Linked DNA regions of Sus scrofa: region 1 is linked to region 2. The links are chromatin contacts, called in public HiChIP or PLAC-seq maps. All regions are on one chromosome and are shown on one strand. The core of a region is the stretch at or near the end of the contact, and the rest is flanking DNA. Distances in the headings are between cores, read along the strand shown.

Region 1 (5,739 bases), core at 1,020-3,519, 170 kb after region 2:
ATCTGGAAGGCACTTGGAGTATTTACTGTTCTTTGCCGGGCTTCTCCAGATGCACTATATATACGCGTGTGTTAGTGCAAACACATGCATATATAAATCTTTGCCTGTATAAATACCCCCTGAAGTTTCTGATGAGTTCCCAGAGCTCTCTCAGGCTATGGCTGTGTAGATAAATGGACTTATACAGGGAAATTGGACTGCTTGGGATGCTCATTTGCATGCCAATACCAAAATACGTTTCCAGTTCACAGCCTTTTAATAACAGTGGCCCTCTGAGTCCTGGGTTTGAAATCAAAGTCCCCGAGGTCCCTGGCCATATACGGTGGGTTTCTTCAGTTGGCCTGACCGCGTGCCATTTTTTCAACCGCAATTAAACTTGAGCACAAATGGAGAAAAAAGTACTCTTGCTGCTGAGAACACAGATGCATTTTTGTTTTGGTTTCGTTTGAGTATTTGTCTTTGTAGTCTTTCATTTTTATTTGTTACGTTTGTAGGAGATTGTAGAAATGTATCGCTTAACTTTTGGTGTGTCTGATTTCGTTATTGGATATTTTGCTTTTTCCGCTTCAAACTGGTTTTAGGGTCCTAAGAAATAAAAAGAATCAAATATCCCAATGATATACAGTAAATTCGAAAAACTGGTTATTCAAATCAGACAAAAAAGATGAAGAAATAGATACTTTAGGCAAGTCATTGACTTTTACTGGGCTGAACTCAGTTTAACTGCCAAGGTGCACTTCTACGCTTTTGTTATGAGTGCATGCTAGTATCTTGTTTTTTTGTTTTTTCATGCCTGTGTGTTGGTAACTAGGTTTGCAAACCAATTTACAGGACTATTTTATGGTTTTCTTTGGGGGTAGGTTTAGGACCATGTCCCAAGGAATAATTCCTTGAGTGTGTTGATTAGCTCCAACTCCATTCTTTTCTTTTTTCTTTTCTTTTTTTTTTGCTTTTTAGGGCCACACCTTTGGCATATGGAGGTTCCTGGGCTAGGGGTTGAATCAGAGCTACAGCTGCCAGCCACAGCCATAGACACAGCAACTTGGGATCCAAGCTGCATCTGCGACCTACACCACAGCTCACTGCAACACCAGATCCTTAACCCACTGAGCGAGGCCAGGGATCGAACTCGAAACCTCATGGTTCCTAGTCAAATTTGTTTCCACTGCACCACTACAGGAACTCCCTCCATTCTTTTTTTGTCGCCAAAGTTTATTATTTACAATATACTGCCCCGGAGTTTTGCATTCCTTCAGAGTTGAAATAAACACACAGTGTCATGATACAGAAAGTCTCAATTTTCTGCTTATAGTTTTATGATAAATAGTACCCAGAATTTAACTTCAGAAATTACATGGTTATGTGCTTTTATAAATGATGATCTTGAAAGTTCCCTTGTGGTGCAGCAGGTGAAGATCTGACGTTACTGCAACTGCAGTATGGAGTCAATCCCTCGCCCAGGAATTGCCACATGCCATGGGTGTGGCCATAAAAAAAAAAAGGCTGACCTTTATAAGAAAATTTTATTGTGGTTTTGTTGTTGTTACGAATAGCAATCTCCCTACCCCTCCAAAAAGTTTTTTATGCTTTTTTTCTCTCTCTTTTTTTTTTCTTTTTCTTTTTTTGGCTGTCCTGAGGCATATGGAGTTTCTGAGCCAGGGCCACAGTCAAGACCTAAGCCACAGTTGTGACAATGCTGGATCCTTAACCCACTGTACCAGGCCGGGGATCGAACCCGTGTCCCACTGCTCCCAAGATGCCACTGCCGATCCTGTTGTGCCACAGCAGGAACTCCTTTTATGCTTTCTTAAAAGATGTTTTGAAAATTGTAAGTGAAATGCTTCAGATTTAAATTAAAAAGAATTCTACTGGGAGTTCCCATCTTGGCACAGCGGAAATGAATCCGACTAGGAACCATGAGGTTGTGAGTTTGATCCCTGGCTTCGATCAGTGGGTTAAGGATCCAGCATTGCCGTGAGCTGTGGTGTAGGTGGCAGATTCAGCTCGGATCCCCCCCTTGCTGTGGCTGTGGTGTAGACCAGAAGCTACAGCTCTGATTGGATCTCTAGCCTGGGAACCTCCATGTGCCTCGGGTGTGGCCCTAAAAAGACAAAAGGAAAAAAAAAAAAAAGAATTCTACTGCACTTAATCTTCACATTTATCCAGGGAGGAAATAAGTATAATATTTAAGAAATGAGAATAGAAGTTTTATTTGTTTACATTATGTTCCCTTGGCAGTTTCCTAATTCCAGGAGATGATGACCTGTGTGCATTAGTCACGTCACAGACCAGCAGTTTAGGGTGTGGACTTGAGAACCAGGCTGCCTGGGTTATTCCTCCTTCTCTGTCATTATTCTTATCTGCAGAAAGCAGGTGATAATGGTAGGCCCTCCCTACCTAGTATAAGGGTTAAAGTAGTGAACAAACGTGGAGGACTAGTTATTATTAGTGATACCAGTTCCTATTGCACATTAGTTTCACCTAAAGTATAATCACTTAAAGTATTTTCTGATTTTATAAAATATTATGGAATGAGGAAAAAATCATTTCCGGTCTTTTCTACAGATTTCGGGTTGATGCCATCAGACTTTCCAAGGCCTAGATTTAATTGCAGTTTATCTCTTTGTGTCAGCTCCTTCAGAAAACAAAGTAGTTGGATTCAGTAAAATATATAGAACCTGTCCCTTAATAAGGGATGGTTACTACCTCAAGGGTTCAAAGTCACCTATTGCTTTCTGCTTCAGTTCTGTGGAGCTACTTGTGTGCAGGTAAATGTGTGTGTCCCCTCAGTGATCCCATTGCTCATGGACCATTGCTGTGTTTTAAAGTTTATGGAGTTCCCATCATGGAACTCCGACTAGGAACCATGAGGTTGTGGGTTCGGTCCCTGCCCTTGCTCAGTGGGTTAACGATCCGGCGTTGCTGTGAGCTGTGGTGTAGGTTGCAGACGCGGCTCGGATCCTGCGTTGCTGTGGCTCTGGCGTAGGCCGGTGGCTACAGCTTCGATTCGACCCCTAGCCTGGGAACCTCCATATGCCGCGGGAGCGGCCCAAGAAATAGCAGCAACAACAGCAACAACAACAACAACAAAAGTTTATTTAAGTATAGTCAATTTGCAGTGTTAATTTCTGCTGTACAGCAAAGCAATTCATATATATGTGTGTGTGTGTTTATATTCTTTTTCACGTTTTTTTTTAATATGGTTTGTCATAGGATATTGAGTGTAGTTCCCTGTGCTGTACAGTAGGTAGGACCTTTTTGTTAATCCGTCCTATACATAATAGTTTGTGTCTGCTAATCCTAAACCCCCACCACCCTCTCCCCCTTGGCAACCACGAGTCTGTTCTGTGTCTGAGTCTGTTTCTGTTTTGTAGATAAGTTTTTTATGTTTTTTTTTTCTTTGTTTGTTTGTTGTGCTTTTTAGGGTCGCACCTGCAGCATCTGGAGTTCCCAGGCTAGGTCGAATCAGAGCTGCAGCTGCTGGCCGTAGCCACAGCCACATCCACAGCAATGTGGGACTTGAGCCATGTCTGTGACCTATGCTACAGCTCACGACAACGCCAGATCCTTAACCCATTGAGCAAGGCCAGGGATCAAACCCACATCCTCATGGATACTAGTTGGGTGCTTTACTGCTGAGCCACAATGGGAACTCCTGTGTTATATTTTATATTCCACATGTAATTGATATCACATGGCATTTATTTGTCTTTATCGTTCTGGCTTCGCTTAGTATGACAATCTCTAGGTCCATCCATGTTGCTGCAAATGGCATTATTTCATTCTTCTTTATGACTGAGTAGTATTCTATTATGTGTGAGTGTGCGTGTGTGTGTGTTCCATTATGTATGTGTGTGTATCCGTATATGTATGTATCACATCTTCTTTATCCATTCATCTCTGATGGGCATTTAGTTCATTTCCATATCTTGGCTTTTGCATATAGTGCTGCTGTGAAATAAGGGGACATGTATCTTTTCAAATTACAGCTTTGTCTGGATATATGCCCAGGAGTAGGATTGCTGGATCATAACCCACGGACTTACTTGCGCAGTATTTCATTTGCAGTGTTGCGTGTACATTCTCGTCGTGAAAGCTACGTTCCTGTGTGTTTTACAGCTTTTCTTCTTGGCAGTTTTAAAATGAAGAACTATTTTTGTTATTTTTCTACTCGCTTTGTCAGACAAATCAGAAATTTTCTTTCTGTGTTTCTCTAAATCCCGTGATGTCCTTCTCCCTGAGAGCCTCCGTTTCGCGGATTCAGATCCCTCCATCTGAAGAACAGGGTCCCTTGATGTGTAGCACCCCATTGACTCGATGGAGCTTGTTGTGAAAAGAGGTCACGGCAGTGTTACCTGGGAGCTGCTTCCGTGCTGTAATCAGGCGTTTTGTTGACAGACGCGCTCAGGAGAGGGACCCGCCGTGGCTTGAGCACATGCACGCTGATGAGGAGCAGCCCCGGCCAAGAAAACCGCACGAGGAGGAAAAACTCAGAAGGGAAGAGAGCGTCAAAAAGAAGGACAGCGAGGAAAAGGGCAAACAGGAAATGCAGGACAAGCTGAGTCGGCTTTTCCATCAACACCAAGAACCAGGGAAACCAGCGGTCCAGGCGCCCTGGTCCACCGCAGGTACGAGAGCAAATGAGTTGGCTTTTGTCCCCCCAGATCCTCTTGGGAAACATCCCTGTCTCCTCAGGCTCCGTCTGCGCTGTGAATCGAGGTAAGAACCGCAGTGTCTTTTTTGGGACAGAGCAGCTGTTCGTCCTCCAGCATCAGTGGGTGATGGTTAAGATCTTCCACCACCGTACCAGCTTTTGGCCCCCTTAGGCTGGCATCCTGGTGTCTTCCGCGGCTAACCGTGGCATAAAGTTTCCTTCCAAGCCCCACTCCTACCGCCTGTATTCCAAATGGAGGTCATCACCTGTCCCGCAGAAAAGAACCTGCTGCTTCTCCGGTTTATTGTTTTCTCTGGGAATTTCTGTGTTTCAGCAGCAGGAAGTGGCACTTTTCCCCGCGCCTATACTGACACGTCTTCACTAAGATTTTATCTTGAAACTCTTTTTGGCCTTTGAACATGAGTTACCTCTTTATAAATACTGAGAAATGAAAGATTTTAAAATAGGTCAAAAATGCTCCCTCATATCAGATACATACTGGGATATTTTTTTTTGGTTCAATTCTCGTATGATATTGTGAAGCTAAGCAGATAGTACTTGGCCATCAAGGGGACTGCCTTTTCCTTTGGACGGCAAATGACAAATATTTATTTGCTTCCTGTTTGCCCGGTGGGCAGGGATGGGATTGAGGGTTCAGAGCTGGGGCTGCCACCTCACTGCTGCAGTTCTGGGAGTAAGACAGGCAGGTCGTCAGACCCCCGCAGGAGCCTGTGTGAAAGGAAGACAAACATACAGTTTGATTTTTTTTTTTTTTTAATCTGAAAAGAATTTCACCATTGCTTGACCTGAAGTTCCTAATGCATCCTCCGGGTGTAAAATGAGGGCTTTTTGTCTCCTTCTGTCTGTGGGAAATTATGCACATCATGCAATGCAAGATTATACAAAGAGAGTACTTTCATGACTTTGCAGAGAAAATAGGTGTGTATCAAAACACTTGCCCCTCTTGGATAAAACAGTTCAGAGGGCTGTGAGGAGTCATTACTAATCAGAATCCAAAACATCCTCTCCTCATGTGGTCTTTGAAAAATTTTACTTCATTTAAAGACTGAATTATTTTCATCTAG
Region 2 (5,247 bases), core at 173-2,672:
CTATCATATCTACAGCCAAATAGTCAAAAGTCTCTTTATCAATGGATATTTGAGAGTAAATGCCAAAACTCGAGTAAGTACTTTTATATGACACAAGGTTGCAATAAACATTAACAACTGCATAGCAAAAAGGAAGAGACAACAGTAAAACAGAGGGCTTGAAATAGGACTAATACAACCTGTAACTTACCAACTACTTCATCATCTGGTTCGAAGAATGATACCTTGCTTCCAACTAAAGAGTGGAGAAAATTAATCATCAGTATTATCAGGTTATTAAATATAACCTATTAAAAATTTTTTTTGGTCCTTTATCCTTTTAGGGCCGCACCCATGGCATATGGAGTTTCCCAGGCTAGGAGTCTAATCGGAGCTGCAGCCGCCGGCCTACGCCAGAGCCACAGCAACACCAGATCCGAGCCATGTCTGCAATCAACAGCACAGCTCATGGCAACACCGGATCCTTAACCCACTGAGCGAGGTCAAGGATTGAACCCGTAACCTCATGGTTCCTAGTTGGATTTGTTTCCGCTGTGCTGTGACGGGAACTCCTAAAATAAATTTTAAAAGCTACGGACTGATAAAAAGTCACTAAGTCAGAGACAAGGTCAAGAACTCCTAGGACATTTTGATAGCCTCTAAGGACAAGATGGAACACTTCAAATCTGGATTCTTTACAAAATCTGGGTCATGTGGTTGTGGATATCTTGGAGAAGGATGTCTCTCTGTTTAGCTAAGGATGAAGGAAAAAAGGAAAATAACCCAGTCCATAGCTCTTACGATAATTACACTGGATACCTAGGGTTCCCCACCTCCTGTGGCTACTCTAGCCCATCATTATTTTAGTGGCAGAATTTCAGATGCACAATGGGGAATTCTGGTTAGAGATCCATACAAAATTACTTCAATTTGGGATTACAAAAATAAATTCAGAATTGTGCCAAGAAATCTGGGGCACTATACAGAAGGGATAGTTACGAGAAAAGGTCTCCATCATCAGTCAGTTCTTTAGAATATTTCTGTTCTGATAGTTACAGTCGGAAATAGGAGTAAAAAAACCAAACCTCCTTGAATGCCTACTTGTGCCAGAATTTTAGCACATGATCACATTTAATCTTCAAAGCATACTTATTGAGCAGATATTACTATTCTTTTTTTTTTTTTTTTTTTTTTTTTTTTTTTTTTTTTTTTTTTTTTTAGGGTCACACCTGTGGCATATGGAGGTTCCCAGGATAGGAAACCTAGAGCTAGGAAACCAGGAGCTACAGCTGCCCGGCCTATGCCACAGCAATGTCAGATCCTCAACTCACTGAACGAGACCAGGGATCGAACCTTCAACCTCATGGTTCATAGTTGGACTCACTTCCGCTGTGTCATGACGGGAACGCCCAGACATTACTGTTCTTGTTTAACGGATGAGGAAGCTGAGGTGGAGCAGGGAAGTGAGCGAGAAGCCTGCTGCATAAAAGTGGCCTCTCTGGCCCTGGCAACCAAAAGGCCCCAGTTTGCTGCTGCTTTGCATTCCTCCTGTGCCATCATCCCCAATACTTTTTGCTTCGGTACTTTACTCTTTCCCTTCTGCTGAGGATTCCTGTCTTCCTGAAATCACTCTGATCCTTTCTTTTTGGCTTGCTTCATTTTTAATTGTCCTTCAAACAGTGGCACTGACAAAGGTTCTATGCTGTCTGTACAGCTCTTTCACTTCTCTCTCCCTGAATGAGCTCATCAACTTGCTATTATTTTATTTAATTTATTTATTTATTTTTGTCTTTTGTCTTCCTAGGGCCATACCCGTGGCATATGGAGCTTTCCAGGCTAAGGGTCCATTTGGAGCTACAGCTGCCAGCTTACGCCACAGCCACAGCAATGCCAGATCCGAGCCATGTCTGTGACCTACACCAAGCTCACGGCAACACCAGATCCTTAACCCACTGAGCAAGGCCAGGGATCGAACCCGCAACCTCCTGGTTCCTAGTCAGATTTGTTTCCACTGCACCAATCCAACTTTCTATTATTTTAAATACAACCTGTAAACTGACAACTTTCAAATCGATGTATTTCCAGCCTAGATCACTCACCTCTGAGCTGAAAGTTACTAGATATTTCCAGGGGGATACCACTTAGCCACTCTGAATGCAAGTATAAATCCTAAACTCAGGGTCTTTCTCCAAATCAGATCCCCTTCCCTTATCCATGTGGCAGCAATTCATAGCTTAACCAGAATCTTGTAAACCATTCCTGGCTTTGACCTGTTTTAGATTAACCTGGTCCAGTCAATTATTAAGTTCTGCTGATACTGCACTGTCAGTGTGTCTTGGATCCATTCGCCACCTCTGCCACCACTGTCTCCACTAAGTTCTGGGCTTTGCCATTTTGCGCCTATTGGTCTACAACCCAAACAGTCCTCTTGCCTACAGCCTGCTTTGCCTCCCTTTTGAAGCTGCCCTTTCAATGGCCACTCTAATACTCTCTCTACAACCAAATCTGAGATATGAGCTCAGCATGGATCTGGCCCTCGCCTACCCTCTTGCCTAATTTTGGGGCAGGGAAGGAATCAGCATTCATATCGTTAAAATACTTTGTTCAGTATCTTCTCTAATGACTCTGAGTAGAATTTTGAGGGAGAATTTTCTTGACAAAATGTTTTTCTGCTGCCAAGTACCTTGCCTATGACTCCTGCCTAGAACTTAATTTTGTTCCAGCAACACCAAACTCTGTAATTCTTATATATATCACATTATTACTTGCTTTTGTGTCTTTGCTCAAGAGATCTTCTCTGCTGAGTGTGATTTTCCTCCTGAGGCCCCTTTCAGTCTGGGTGACTTCCTCCGAGAACCTTTCCCAACCTTCTGGCTGGGTGGGCACCTCTCCTTGGAGCTTTCAGAATAATCTGCTCATGCCTGTATATCTCTGTCTCTACCCCAGATTGTGAACTCTTGCAGGGCAGGGACTTTGTCTTATTTATCTTCACATCCTAAGCACTTAGCAAGTCTTCATTAAATGAGGAATAAGTGAATGATTGATTGATTGGTTATCTTCTGGCTGTTTTACTTCTTACTTTTATTTTTTTTACAATCTAAGCAGAAGAAAGGAGAGGGAATGAAATTATGACTTAGCTATGTTAGAAGACTATACTGAGAAAGAGAATCAAATATATTTTTATTTTTATCTTTTGTCTTTTTTTTTTTTTTTTTGTCTTTTCTAGGCTGCACCCGCGCCATACAGAGGTTCCCAGACTAGGGGTATAATTGGAGCTGTAGGTGCCAGCCTATGCCAGAGTCACAGCAACGTGGGATCCAAGCCAGGTCTGTGACCTACACCACAGCTCACGGCAATGTCGGATCCTTAACCCACTGAGCAAGGCCAGGGATGGAACCCTCGTCCTCATGGATGCCAGTCAGGTTTTCTAACCAGTGAACCACGATGGGAACTCCATTTTTTTTTTTAATTAAATTTTTTTTTTGAGAATCAAATATATTACAGATTAAAATTACTGGTGAAATGCAAATGTCTAACCTACATGATAATGCTCATTTATCCACTCACATATGCAGAAAGAGCGACCATAAACTGATCACTACTAGCAGCAAATAAGAACAGAACGTTTATTCAGAAACAAATTATTTCAAGTACCTTAGGCTCACTGTCCCGCATATTAAGACCACTATTTACTAACCTTTTTCTTTAAGGAAATTATAAAATCTTACTGGTTATTTCTCCCCAGTACCCATTTTCAGATGAGTAAACTGTTTACCTCTGGGGGGCGGGTTGCACATGAGGCATGTGGGAGTTCCTGGGCCAGGGACTAAACCTGAACCACAGCAGCGACCTGAGCCCCTACAGTGACAATGCTGGATCCCTAACCCACTGAGCCACAACAGAACTCATACTTTTTAAATACTCAACTTTAGGCACACTTTAAAAATTTAATGTGAATGTCATTCTTAACTGTTATATAAATTCTGGCCCAAAGCCAATTTACACAAGCAATTTAGGCTGGTTTGTAAAGACATCATAAAAAGGACAATACTGGTCATTCTATTCAATGGCATTACTCAGGGATTTAAATACATAATCCGTAAATATTCATGAAACTGTTCACAAGTCTTCAGTTATAAAATACCAATTAAGTTCCATTTTTCTTTTTGATTACAAAAGGGCAAACGCTTCTGTTTAATTCACTCATGTTTGAAGAAGTGTGTATAATTTTATGTATCGGTAAACCAATTAGCTACCATTTAGCTTTTTAAAAAATTCTATTGAAGTATAGTTGATTTATAATATTGTATTAATTTCTGCTGTAGAGCAAAGTGATTCAGGCTTACATGTACACATATCTGTTCCCCTATGGGTTATCACAGAATATTGGGTAGAGTTCCCTGTGTTACCCAGCAGGTCCCTACAGACCATCCAGTCCATAGACCAGAGTGTCACAGGCCATCCCAAGCGTGCAATCTTTCCCTCCACTGCCATTTAATTTCTTTTATCTTAGAAAATAAATACAGATATTTATATCTGCAAACTTACCATCTAGCACAACTCCAGCAACTTCTCTCCCAACAGGAAAGAAATCCTTCTCCATCTTCATTTCTGCCAGGAGCTAAATAATGACAAAAGCTGGAATTTATTATCAAGACTAAAGAATAAATCTTTTTTTTTTTTTTTTTTTTTTTTTTTTGGTCTTTTTAGGGCTGTACCCATGGCATATGGAGGTTCCTGGGCTAGGAGCTGAAATGTAGCCCTAAGCCACAGCCACAGTGACACCAGATCCAAGATATGTCTGGACCTACACCACGGCTCACAGCAACACCAGATCCTTAACCTACTGAGCGAGGCCAGGGATAAAATCTGAGTCCTTATAGATGCCAGTCAGATTCGTTTCTTCTGAGCCACAATGGGAACCCCCTAACCTCTTTTTACACATAAGGAAAGACCAAAAATCAAACTAGAGAAAAAGCAAATATGGTTCTACTTTTGCCGTCAAGACAAAGCAGATAACTACAAAATAGGTTCTTCTATAGATTAGGAAACTGAGTTTGCTGAGGAATTAGCTGATATGTATGAGTATCATCATTCAAATCACCATTCACATACTTTAACATCTTTTTTTCAGGGCTGCAGCCTCAGCATATGGAAGTTCCCAGGCTAGGAGTCAAATCAGAGCTGCAGCTGCTGGCCTACAGCCAGCAGGGGATCCGAACCGCATCCACAACCTACACCACAGCCACAGGGGATCCGAACCACAGC

The links. HiChIP or PLAC-seq counts read pairs in DNA pulled down with a chosen protein or histone mark.
Region 1: an H3K27ac HiChIP or PLAC-seq map of alveolar macrophages shows a contact between it and region 2. The contact joins two enhancer-like sites. A contact is called at or near these places in 1 of 47 Hi-C or Micro-C datasets (liver) and 1 of 2 datasets of contacts at active chromatin or transcription factors (alveolar macrophages).

The regions. Positions count from the first base shown.
Region 1 is chr13:197,397,277-197,403,015 of Sscrofa11.1, forward strand. ITSN1 (intersectin-1) reads left to right here. Exons shown (of 42, transcript XM_021070946.1): 18 at 4,399-4,628. Among named protein-coding and RNA genes, the nearest start is that of ITSN1, 99 kb to the left of the region's middle. Within about 2 kb of position 2,270, at least 2 of the 83 cell types and tissues checked have an H3K27ac peak or open chromatin away from gene starts, as enhancers often do. A contact at or near this core is called in alveolar macrophages, where this site is marked.
Region 2 is chr13:197,226,854-197,232,100 of Sscrofa11.1, forward strand. CRYZL1 (crystallin zeta like 1) reads right to left here. Exons shown (of 13, transcript NM_001098596.1): 4 at 4,528-4,600; 5 at 191-235. Among named protein-coding and RNA genes, the nearest start is that of CRYZL1, 19 kb to the right of the region's middle. Within about 2 kb of position 1,423, at least 3 of the 83 cell types and tissues checked have an H3K27ac peak or open chromatin away from gene starts, as enhancers often do. A contact at or near this core is called in alveolar macrophages, where this site is marked.